Linked DNA regions of Mus musculus: regions 2 and 3 are each linked to region 1. Evidence: chromatin contacts called from public HiChIP or PLAC-seq data. All regions are on one chromosome and are shown on one strand. The core of a region is the stretch at or near the end of the contact, and the rest is flanking DNA. Distances in the headings are between cores, read along the strand shown.

Region 1 (4,119 bases), core at 650-3,149:
CACCCAAACTTGGGTGATCTTCGTTGGAGTCCGGTCAATAGATCAGGAGGGCTTAGTATTAGTCCAAGGGTGCTGAGATTAAGGGTCACCAGAACTCCTGATGCCCGAGGCTAACACCAAGTTCTTGTCTCATGGGTCCTAGAAATGGAACATGTAAATCAACATAGTCAACAGGCGAGTGCAAAAGTAACGCGGGTTTATTGAATGGCGGGGTTGGGGCGGAGCACAGCGGTGGGAGGATGGGGGATAAGGGGTAGGACATATGGGGGTGAGAGGGTGGAGGGACCAAGACAGAGTTCCAGAGAGCCATAGCAAGGTAATGTAAGACCCCCGAAACTGGGAAGACCTAGGCTCAAGTCCCGGGATGAGCTGCCAGGCAGCTCAAATACTCGAGAGAAAACCACACCTGATGCAAATTGCAAGAGGCTTTATTGTCAGCTAGCTGAGGATGAAGTCCATGCGCTGCACAGGGCAGGGGAGTTCGACCCCTAGCGGTCACAATAGGGAGCTTTTAAAGGAAAAGTGAGGAATTGGGAGGAGTTGGGAAGAGTTTGGCTACGGCTCTTCTCTGGCCGGTGTCCTTGGTAAAATTACAAGGCATGAGGAGTAGGGAGTGAGTTGTAGCTCTTCTTTTGTGGAATTTATCTCCGTGTCCTTGGCACAGGGAGCTAAGCAAGCGCCTGGCTAGGTCTTTTTACAATTATCGCATCTCTGGTTGTAAGGTATAAAAACAAAAAGGCTTTTTGCTGGCTATAAAGAACAAAGAGCTTCTTTCTGGCTGTATTTTTAGAGATCAGGGAATACAAGCTTGGGGACCGTTCAGGGGCTGGAGAAACACTTTAAGTCGGGGCCTCACAGTAACAACTCAGGTTACCCGAGCAGTCCAGTAGGGAACATCACAAAAGTGGATTGCTGTTTCTGACTTTTTGTTTGGTGTTTTAAGGAAGGGTTGTGAGGGGCTGAAGAGATGGCTCAGCGGTTAAGAGCATTGGATGCTCTTCCAAAGGACCCGGGTTCAGTTCCCAGCATCCACATGGCAGCCCACAACTGTCTGTAACTTCAATTCCAGGGGAATCTGACACCCTCACAGAGACAGACAGACAGACAGACAGACAAAACATATCTAGATAAGAGTGTGGAAGAGGAAGAGGGACCAAGTGAATGCCAAGCTGCTCACAGTAGGTTGCCTTGTCTCTATTGTTTTTAGGAAGTCAATGTCCTCAGCTACAACAGTCCAAGGTGAGGTCTCAGGGTGCCATCCTGACTGACTGGTCTCAGGGCCGATCTAATTCCTAGTCGCTACCACTAGGGCCGGCAGAGGGGAGCCAGCAAGGGTGCTGTTGACAGAGACCGAGATAGTCTAGCAACAGATTGCAGAGATAGTTTAGCAACTTGGGGATACGCCACCCCCACCCTGTGCACACCTTCACACAATCCCTTCCTGGCAAAGTCCGACCCAATTCTTCCCCAGCAACTCTTGTGTGACTAATTTGCAACCAATCAGATCTAGTACTAGAGAGCATGAGCCCAGGCAGCCTGAATCAGTTCTAGGTCCATGTATATACTAGGAGAGAAGAGCCTCTACTGATCAGCTCCTGCCTAGACATGACTCATCATGCATACGACCAAAATTATAAGACCTACAATCCGCACCTGGAAAAAAGGCAGGCGTCCTGAGGCAAGAAAAACAAACAAACAAACAAACAAACAAAAACATATTTTTAAACCCCCACCCATGCTACACCCCTAGCAAGCCACACCTCTACAGGTCCCACTAGAGAATTTCTAGATTAAAATCTTTTGCAGCCTGCAATCTTTTCTACATTCTTCACTTCCTTAAACAGGAAACGGAGAACAAAGGCGGTAACTCTTGTAAATGATCTAAACTAGTGTCCGTAACCCAGGTGAGTGGGAGGGGCTGAGCTGGGAGGTGGGCCAAGCGGTTATGGAAACACCGCTTGCTCACCACCTGACACTGCGGGTTCAGCCCTTAATCCCTACTTGTATTCCGTTTACATTTGTTCCCAACATAGGCATATAGAAAGTGAGGAATTCAGCTGGCCAATGTGGCCTTTAATCCCAGCACCGAGGAGGCAGAGGCAGGCAGAACTCTGCAAGTTCAAGGCTAGCCTGGTCTACAGAGTCAATTCCAAGACAGCGAGAACCTCTCCCCACCCCCACCCCCACCCCCAAAAGTGGGGACTTGTTCTGTTCTGGCAGGAATAAATGTATTCTAATGAGACCCTTGCGTCTCTCAGTCTGTCAGACCATTAAAAAACACTGGATCCCAGAGAAATGAACATTTCCTCAGGAGTCTCCTTCTGCAAGAAGGGAAAAGCCCTAGGCAGAGCGGAGCCTTGTCTCCATGGAGAGATTCCACCCCCTTCCAGGAAGAGCCTGAAGCACAGGCAAGGCCGTGTCAGCCCCAGCTGCGCCACACCTTGACGAAGACTGCTCAAAAGCGCAGATCTCTGGCCTCTGTTTAAATTTTAATCTCGCTTCAGGGGCCCCAAAACAGTTTCCCTGGGTCACTTGTCCTTCTCCCAAATGTGGCCACACTGAATAAATCTCCTTTTTCGGCTTTATATTAAGAAAAAGGCAGTGGTGGCGCACGCCTTTAATCCCAGCACTTGGGAGGCAGAGACAGGCGGATTTCTGAGTTCGAGGCCAGCCTGGTCTACAAAGTGAGTTCCAGGACAGTCAGGGCTATACAGAGAAACCCTGTCTCAAAAAACAAAAAAACAAAAACAAAAAAGAAAAGAAAAGAAAAATAATAGAACTTGTTAGGAAGAGGACCGAGGGACAGGGTCCCAAGGACCTGTCGTGGAGTACCAATCCGAGAAGACTGCTTGAGCATGCGTTTAAGCCAATAGAAAATCTTTATTAATGGTCTGGTGACTGCGATGGGTGCTCAGGGTCCCAGTGTGGCCCCAAGTCTTTCTCGAGGTAACCTTTTAAGTACAAAACCCATATCCTGGGTTGATCCGCTTCCGTTAACAACAACAGTTAACCAGAAACAGAATTATTTTTTTAAGTTGCAAATAAAAAAAAAATCATCACACACTGAAATTAACCATACCCAAATCTTTAAAAACTGTTTTCGTTCTAAGAAACACTGAGGACATATTATTTCAGCAACACATATCTGTCAATTATATTATAAAACTTTACTATTTTGCCTCAACTGCTTTCAGTCTTGTTTTCATTTGGTCTCTTTTGAGACCGAGTCTCCTGTGCAGCCTTGGCCTGCCTGGGCTATATATCAGTCATTCTGCCTCCAGCATATGTAGCCATACTCTGTTTGTTTCAGATTGTGGAATTCCTCCACACCTGCTGGACCACGGGCTGATTCAGTGGAACTGGAGAGGTTAAAGTGCTGCAAGCCCAGAACCTAGTTATCTTGACCAAACCTTAACATCCACGGCCATTTATGGCCGTCCACCGTGTGACCTAATGTCTCTGTGGCTGTTAGGTAAAGCTTTTGGAATGTAGCACAGAACACTAGCTCCCACCAACCAAAATGCTAAGACTTCAGAGAGCATCTGAGGCCTGTTGCTAAGATTCCTTACTTATCTGAGCTAGGCTCACCTGATATGTCCACCCAGGTATTTTAGAAGTGTCTGGATATATGGGTTTCCTTTTATAAAACTTCATGGAAGATCCAGGTGGTAGTTTGCCTCCCACCTAGCACTTGGGAGGCAGAAGCAGACAGATCTCTGAGTTTAAAGCCAGCCTGGTCCACACAACCGGTTCCAGGACCACCAGGGCTGCAGAGAGAAACCCTGGCAGGAGAGAACATGGTATTAATGGAAAACCTGTATCTGAATCGATGTTCCCGGCCATGGACACTCCATGAATAAACTGCCTTAGCTCCAGAATAAACTGCCTTTTGTTCAGGTGAGAATTATGGTTTTATATCCACTAGCTGGTTTTTCTGGTTTGTTTTGTTTTTTGAGACAGGGTCTCAAGAAGCCCAAGCTAGCCTAGAACTCCCTTCATTGCCAAGGATAGCCTTGAATCTGTGGTCCTGTTGTCTCCAATCTCCTTAGAGCTGCGGTTATAGGCATACACTACACCATCATGCCCACGTGGTGCTGGAGGATGATCCCAGCCCTTCTT
Region 2 (3,671 bases), core at 967-3,466, 39 kb after region 1:
GTCCCTGTTTCATTTCCAGCTACAGACACCATCCAGTCTGGCCCTCACTAGTGCTTGGGGCTACGGCCCTTACCAGCACGCTCGGTTGATGTGGGGCTGGGGACTGAACCCTGTGCCTTGTGCATGCTAACCAAGCACCTGATTGACAAGATAAGGTCACATATAATACAGGCTGGCCCAAAACTCAGTAGCCCCACTAGCCTTCAATTTCACCATCCCTCTGCCTCCACTTGCACAGTGGTGGGATCGCAGGCATGCAGCACCCCCACCCCCAGCTGCTTTAGCCTATTTATAGCTTCCATGTCATAAGTGTGGAGCACCACCCCCACGCTGCTGGGAACACCACCATACTGCTGGGAAGACTTCCTAGTTTACACTGGGCGATACTCCTCGTCTCCCTTACACTAGCTACAGTGAAGCTTTCTAGAGCTTGCAGGCAAGTGAATTTTAACCCAGTTAATCCATCAAAACTCTCCCCTGAATGACGGCTGTGACTTTCTTCCCTAAAGCTCCCCATCCTGCGTGAGCCACAGGAGCAAACTCTGTGGGCATCCTTAAATACACACTCACGAACTCAGCATGGCCGCAGAAGCCCGAAATCACCGTGCTCAGAAGACAGAGGCAGGAGGATGGTGAGTTCGAGGCCAGCCCGGGCTACGGAGAGTGAGAAGGGTTTTAAAATAAAATAAGTAAGAGGCTAAGATGGTAGCTCAGTTGGTGAAGTGCTTGCTGCACAGGGATGAGTATCTTAGTCTGGCTCCCTAACACGCTTATAAAAAGCAAAGTGTGGCCACATCAGTCACCACAGCCCTGACTCAGTGAAAGACAAAAGGATCCCTGGGACTTCCAGATTGTTTGAGAGACCCTGTTCCAGAAAAATAAAGTGTATGCCTAGCAAGATGGCTCAGTATATGACGGAGCCTGCCCGACACCCGAGTTCAATCCCCAGAACCCACCGCTGAAGGAAAGATGACCTCTGACCCACACACATGCAACGACACTCCCATGCATGTGTTGCACCTACACACAATAAAAACACATAAAAAAATAAATAAGTACATAGATAAATAATGAAAAGTGATTGACAAAGACCCTGGAAAAGACTGGAGAGATGGCTCAGTGGTTAAGAGCGTTGACTGTTTTTTTTACAGAGAACCTGAGTCTGGTTTCTGCAATAGCTCACAGCCATTTGTAACTCCAAGGCTCACAGCACCCCTGCCTGCCTCTGTGGATACTGCATGCATGTGGTTCACATAGGCACAGGAAGGCAAACACTCATATACATTGTCTTGGTTAGGGTTTCTATTGCTACAATGAAACACCGTTACCAAAAAACAAGTTGGGGAGGAAAGAGCTTATTTGGCTCATACTTCCACATTGCTGTTCATTATTGAAAGAAGTCAGGACAGGAACCCAGACAGAACAGGGACCTGGAGGCAGGAGATGATGCAGAAGCAGTGGAAGGTTGCTCCTTATGGCTTGCTCAGCCTGCTTTCTTATACAACCCAGGACTACCAGTCCAGGGACAGCACCGCTCATAATGGGTTGCTCCCCCCCCCCAATCAATCACTAATTGAGAAAATGCCCTACAGCTGGATCTCATGGAGACATTTTCTTAACGGAGGCCCCTTCCTCCCCGATGACTCTTAGTTGTGTCAAGTTAACACACAAAACCACCCAGTACACACACAAAATGAAAATAAATAATACATCTAAAATAATAACAATAGCTGAGAAGTACTGTTATCTGCCTTGGAGCCTATCACTCAAGAGGCAGAGGCAGGGGGATCTTTGTGAGTTTCAGGCCAGCCTGATCTACATAGTGTTCCTGGATAGCTACATAGTGGGTGGGAGATGGGTGGTGGTGGTAGTGAATATATAAGTAAATAAATAAATTTAAGGAGTCATGGGGGGGGGGCGTCGCTGATCTTCCTGGAGGGGAAGGGTTCGCTTAAGCTGAACAGCTGAGTAGCGATTGCTGCGGAGCCCGCGTGTTGAACGGTTCTGCTAAAGACGGATTCTGCTTCCAAGAACCGATCCTGTCTCTGCTTTCATTCTCTGGTTTCAAATCTGCGGTCAGAGCCACAGCTGAGCCTTTCGCTAGGGACCAAAGAATTTACCCTGACGACGGTGTTAGGAAAAGCTGCCTGGGGCGGAAGAGTGGGGCGGGGCGGGTCTCAGGGAAGGGGGCAGGGGAGGTGCCCGGGGTGTCCACCAGGGGATTGGCAGCCACGTTTCAGGGACAGGCGGCCTAGCTCGGCGGCCCTGGGCCGGGCTCACTCAGGCTGCAACGTTGCCCGGTGGCCCCGGGATCCTGAGCATAGAAGAAGACGGTCCACTAGGACCCCAGATCACGGGGCTGACTTCCCGGACCTCGGGTTACTCTTCGACTGCCTCCAGCGCCGGGTAGGGATTGGATCTTCCCCGCCAACTCAGAGCAGGCCGCCCGGTGAGCTCCCGGACAGGTACGGACCTGGGATGGGACTCGAGGGTCGTGTCCAAACCAGCGGCTGGAGCAGTCTGGAGAATGGAGGAGTCTCTCCACTGGCTCTGTGTGCCCCTCCCCGCCCCCAACCCACCCCACCCCAGGGACGCAGTCTCCAGGAGTCTGTACATCGTTTCCCAGACTCTTCCCTTATGCAGTGCACTCTTACACTGAGCTAGCTGTACACGTGCAAGTTGCAAAGCTACAAGTCCCACTGAGAAGACTTTACATTCCGTGTGTGTGTGTGTGTGTGTGTGTGTGTGTGTGTGTGTGGTTTTTCTTTTTCTTTTCTTTTGTACCTCTGACTGGCCTTGCTATGTAGCCCAGCCTGGCCTTGTACTCAGAGATCCCCCTGCCTCTTCCTCTTCAGTACTGGGACTAAACCCGTGCGCAGCCACACCCTACTATTTTTTACTAACATTTAAGATAGCATACAAAGTAGTGGGCTTCATTTCCCACGTTTCATACATACTTTGTTTTTATGGAACTAGGTCTACCGGGTCGATGGTGGCAGGAAAAAGTGCCTGCCGCCAAGCCTCCTGGTGATTCTCAAGACTCAGAGTTAAAGGCGAGAATGGAGACCCACGTGTTGTCCTCTGACCCACACACTAACACGCATACACATCAAACACTTGCGCAACAATAACATCTTACTTTTTATTTAAAATCAAATTTAAAAAAAAAAAAGAAGAAAAGGTTCTCCCAGCACCCCCTCTCGCAGCTCTACCCATGTCCCAAATAGCCAACCGAAAAGGGGGAAAAGAAATAGCCAGCCCAGACCAACATGTAGGCCCTGGGCCGCGGCTGGATCACTCTGGCTGGCAGCCCCTTTGCAGAATGCGTGCTTCAGGGTCTCAGGCTGTTTCCTGACTTAGCTACATTGATGCATTTCAGCTGTGTTTATTCCTTTCCGTGTAACGTTTGTTCTTCTGAGTTCATTTCTTCAGTTTATTCCACTCCCTGTCTTGGAAGTATAAATAACACAAATCTGATTTTAGTGGTTTGTTTTGTTTTGTTTTGTTCTGTTTTTCGCCAGTAGCCCTGGCGGTCCTGGAACTCGTTCTGTAGACCAGGCTGGCCTCGAACTCAGAGCCTGCCTCTGCGCAAATCTGATTTTAAACAATGACCGTGTGCTGACTAGTTTTATGTCAAATTGACACAAGCTAACATCACTTGGGAAGAGGGT
Region 3 (3,634 bases), core at 209-2,708, 46 kb before region 1:
TTACCCAGGTAGGACAGATGGATTTGCTCTGGTGTAACATGAGGATACTCTTGGGCTCCCTGGACTCCCGGGGAGAAAGGCAGGAGCATGCAGAAGAAGAGCCAGCCTCCAAGAAAGGGGCTCATGGTAGGAAGAAAGGGGATGGTGGGAAGCCGAGTGGAATGCAGGGATGTGATCAAATTCCGCTGGTGGGTCCCACAGAGGATGGAGAATGGACCGATGCCAGGCAGAGCCGTGTGTCCGTCTGTCAGGATGTCTGTGGGGGAGGAAGACTGAATGACTGAAACGTCTCTGAGGGGAGTGGTGAAGGAGATGCTGGTGAGAGAATAATTAATGAGGTTTCTGAGCCTCGCTGCTCAGCACTTTGCATAGATTAATGGCAGGAGGCCTCACAGCATTCCTATGAGGTGGTGGCGACAGACATCACCAACCCAGTCACATATAGGAAACTGAGCAACCGAGTGACTCAGTGGCAAGGCTAGGATGAGATGCAGCTGAGTTTGAACCCTTCCGGCCCAGGCTCCTGATCCTGGGAGGGGGCTAGGAGGCTGGGGGGCGGGGATGCCTTTGACAACGCCATCCCCAACATCTCTGTCTTCTCTTAGCGACCTATTCTCCAGATTCTTAGCATCCCACTGTACCCTCAGCCTCTCTAATTCATCCTCAGATTTCCACTTATTCCTCCGGACCCGATAACTCCAACTCTACTCCCAGATTTCTCATTAGCTCCACCTGCCTGGAGCGGCTTCTTCTCATTCCCCTCCCCAACATCCCATCTTGCCTTCAGATCTCTCTCCTCCCCGGGCTCCATCCTCATCCCAGCTGCCTCTCCAGCCCTGAACCTGCATTGCCTGAACCCCGGTTTCTCCTCAGCTCCCAGGCCAGCTGAGGTTCTGAAGTTCGGTCCACCTGCCCTCGGGACCTGGACAGGTGCCTCGGGTCTGAAAGAACCGTCCACCGAAGGTCGAGAGCTGGGACGTGGGGTGGGGGGCGCAATCGGGAAGGGGACGCCGGCTCACCCTCAGGGGCGCGCCAGCCGCCCTCACGGTCCTCTCGGCCACCGATGCGCTGCAGTATTTATGAGCTTGCAGGGACACAGGCTCCCGCCGCCCACAGGTGTCCCAGCCCCGGAAGAGCCGGCTGCTTCAGGTGACGGGCTCCCCAGACAGCCCGAGCCCCGTGTCCCACAGGTCCGGCCGGTCCCTGGCGCCCCACGCCCACCCTCACGCCCCCCTCAGGGTGGGGCGCAGAAAGAGGGGACCCAGAAAAGCATGGGACGCCGCCACCTCCGAGCCAGACAGCAGGTTAGCGCCGGGACAGGTAAGGCTGCCCTGTCCCCAGGCGTCCCACCGCCCCAGCTGCGGAGACCCCCTGGTGACAGAAACCCACCCTCAGTCCCAAGGGAGGCCGCGATCCTGGGATTCCCATCCATCTCCGTTGAGCCCTCAGCATCTTCCTCTCAGCTCCTTCCTGCTTCCCAGAGCCGGGACTCTCCCTCAGACCCCCGCAGGGTATCCTGGAAAACACAAACTCCAAAGGCCCTGGTGACAATGGTGTTTGTGAGCCCGGTGCCCTAGGCGCAGTTGCTCAATCTCGCTACAGCCTGTTTTCTCACCTGTAAAAAAGGAGGAGATGGCTGGCACATACCCCGGTGTGCTACCCTAAGAACCGAGTTCAAGTCCAGAGCCGCCCCCACCCCCCCCACACCCCTGTCAAGGTGGGAACAAGTGGAATTTGAGCTGTCTAGATGCTGAAGAGGCCTTCAGCAAAGTGCGCTTAGGGTTTCCCAGATCCACAGCAGACACGTTCTTGGGGGAAGAGAGGTTTTCTGTCTTACACGCATTTTCTGTGCGATGACTCTGCAGTTTAGCTTTGTAAGCAGTTCTAGGTCTTTGGAGGTGGAGCTTGTGGAGTCTGACTTCGGGGCGGGAGTCCCCGGTCTTTAGGATTTTTGAACTCCCTACCCCTTTTCATTACAGCTTAAAATGTAATAATAATAATAATAATAATAATAATAATAATAATAATAATAATTGATAAATCACTCGGATCTGGGGCTAGTGTTGCACGCCCTTTATCTCCTGCACACCGGAGGCAGAGGGTCCTTATGAGTTCAAAGCCAGCTAGCCTGTTCTGCGATGAGTTCCAGGGCTACACAGTAACGAGTGTGAGCCTGTCTCAAAGATAAAATAATCACTTGGTCGTAGTGGTACACCCCTTAATCCCAATCTGTAGGAGGCTGGACCAGGAGGCCAGGAACCTGAGGCCAGCTAGGCTCCCTAACAAGACCCTATCTTAAAGCAGAACGCCACAAACAACTCTCTTTATCAATTTCAGCTCTGGCTCACCGCTACTCTAGCAGCCACAATCAAAACCTCTTCTTGTTATTTTTCTTGGTGGCCTTCCAGAATGGAAGCATCTTAGCCGGGTTTTATGCAAAGGATGCCTACTGCAAACCTAACGTGACTCCTGGCTGCTCCTGTTTTTATGCCACCAAGTTATGGACAGCCAAATATTTTTAAAGCAAGTGTGTCATACGGAAACACATGTGCTTTCTCATTTGTTTATTTGAAAACAGGATTTTATGTAATCCGGACTAGACTGGAACTCACTTACTCCATAGCTGAGGCTAGCCTGGAACTCCTGATCTTGTTTTGTTTTGTTTTGTTTTGTTTTGTTTTGTTTTGTTTTGTTTTGTTTTGTTTTGTTTTGTTTTTCAAGACAGGGTTTCTCTATATAGCCCTGGCTGTCCTGGAACTCACTCTATAGACCAGGCTGGCCTCGAACTCAGAAATTCGCCTGTCTCTGCCTCCCAAGTGCTGGGATTAAAGGCATGAGCCACCACTGCCCAGCACTCCTGATCTTCTAGACTCAGCCTATCAAATGCAAGGATTACAGGCGCGTGCCACAGTGCCTGACTTGTTGGTTTGTTTGTTTTAAATTCTTTATTAGATCTATTTATTTGTATATCTGTGAATTTGTTTGTATTTTGGTGGGTCCGAGTAGAGGGGGGGGGCGTTAAATTGAGAGGTCTTGAAATGTAGTCCAGGCTGGACTGGAATTTACTATGTATCCCAGGCTAGCCTCCAGCCTTTTCTGCAGTCCGTCTATTCCTGTGTGCTGGGACTGCAGTCACCAGCACAGCAGGCCATGCTGACTCCTTAGTTCATTAAACGTCAAGTCTAGCATCAGATCCAAAAGAACAGTTAACCTGGAAGCTTTGCTTTCCACTTTGTGGGGGGTTTTTCCCCCTCAGAGGAAAGCCTTATTAGGAAAGTTCTGGCACCTCAGCAGCACAGGCAGCTGGGAGAAGCAGACCTTTCAGTTCTAAGTGGCAGCTTCATTAGGAGAGATGACTGACAGGTAGCAGGGTCCTGGCAGGGATTGGCTTCTCCTGGTCTAGAGCTGTTGGTAAATGCTTTGGGTCCCCGGCAGGACTGTAGTGGGATTTGGAAGCATGCTGTGGGGTTCCTGGGACCAGGCCCTGGTCAGGCAATCACTTCCTGCTGCCCTCCTTGGGGTAGAAGGATGTGCTGAATTCTGTGCTGTGTCTGTCCTCCTGAGCTCCACTAAGCCCTGCTCTGCAGGTCGAGGCACTTGCTGCCAAGCCGAGTTCCATCCCCAAGGCCCCCAA

The links. HiChIP or PLAC-seq counts read pairs in DNA pulled down with a chosen protein or histone mark.
Region 2: an H3K27ac HiChIP or PLAC-seq map of embryonic stem cells shows a contact between it and region 1, with 16 read pairs. The contact joins the promoter of Fbxo17 here to the enhancer-like site in region 1. A contact is called at or near these places in 14 of 39 promoter capture datasets (3T3-L1-derived adipocytes, the HPC-7 cell line, embryonic stem cells and 7 more), 1 of 15 datasets of contacts at CTCF or cohesin (pro-B cells), 31 of 484 Hi-C or Micro-C datasets (the AML12 cell line, the BV-2 cell line, the Ba/F3 cell line and 22 more), 13 of 115 datasets of contacts at active chromatin or transcription factors (CD8 T cells, DN3 thymocytes, the SCID.adh cell line and 7 more) and 3 of 9 other capture datasets (adipose tissue, liver and pancreatic islet).
Region 3: a contact with region 1 is called in an H3K27ac HiChIP or PLAC-seq map of embryonic stem cells, with 17 read pairs. The contact joins the promoter of Acp7 here to the enhancer-like site in region 1. A contact is called at or near these places in 13 of 39 promoter capture datasets (the 3T3-L1 cell line, 3T3-L1-derived adipocytes, HPC-7-derived erythroid cells and 9 more), 7 of 484 Hi-C or Micro-C datasets (B cells, the C2C12 cell line, the G1E-ER4 cell line and 3 more), 4 of 115 datasets of contacts at active chromatin or transcription factors (embryonic stem cells and trophoblast stem cells) and 4 of 9 other capture datasets (adipose tissue, embryonic stem cells, liver and 1 more).

What each region holds. Positions count from the first base shown.
Region 1 is chr7:28,675,437-28,679,555 of GRCm38.p6, forward strand. No RefSeq gene overlaps it. Among named protein-coding and RNA genes, the nearest start is that of Fbxo27, 16 kb to the right of the region's middle. Within about 2 kb of position 1,900, at least 44 of the 459 cell types and tissues checked have an H3K27ac peak or open chromatin away from gene starts, as enhancers often do. A contact at or near this core is called in CD8 T cells, the SCID.adh cell line, Sertoli cells and 6 more, where this site is marked.
Region 2 is chr7:28,714,574-28,718,244 of GRCm38.p6, forward strand. It overlaps Fbxo17 (F-box protein 17), which reads left to right and starts at 2,217. Exons shown (of 7, transcript NM_015796.2): 1 at 2,217-2,465.
Region 3 is chr7:28,629,455-28,633,088 of GRCm38.p6, forward strand. It overlaps Acp7 (acid phosphatase 7, tartrate resistant), which reads right to left and starts at 1,459. Exons shown (of 13, transcript NM_175319.5): 1 at 1,390-1,459; 2 at 5-256. The coding sequence starts at 125.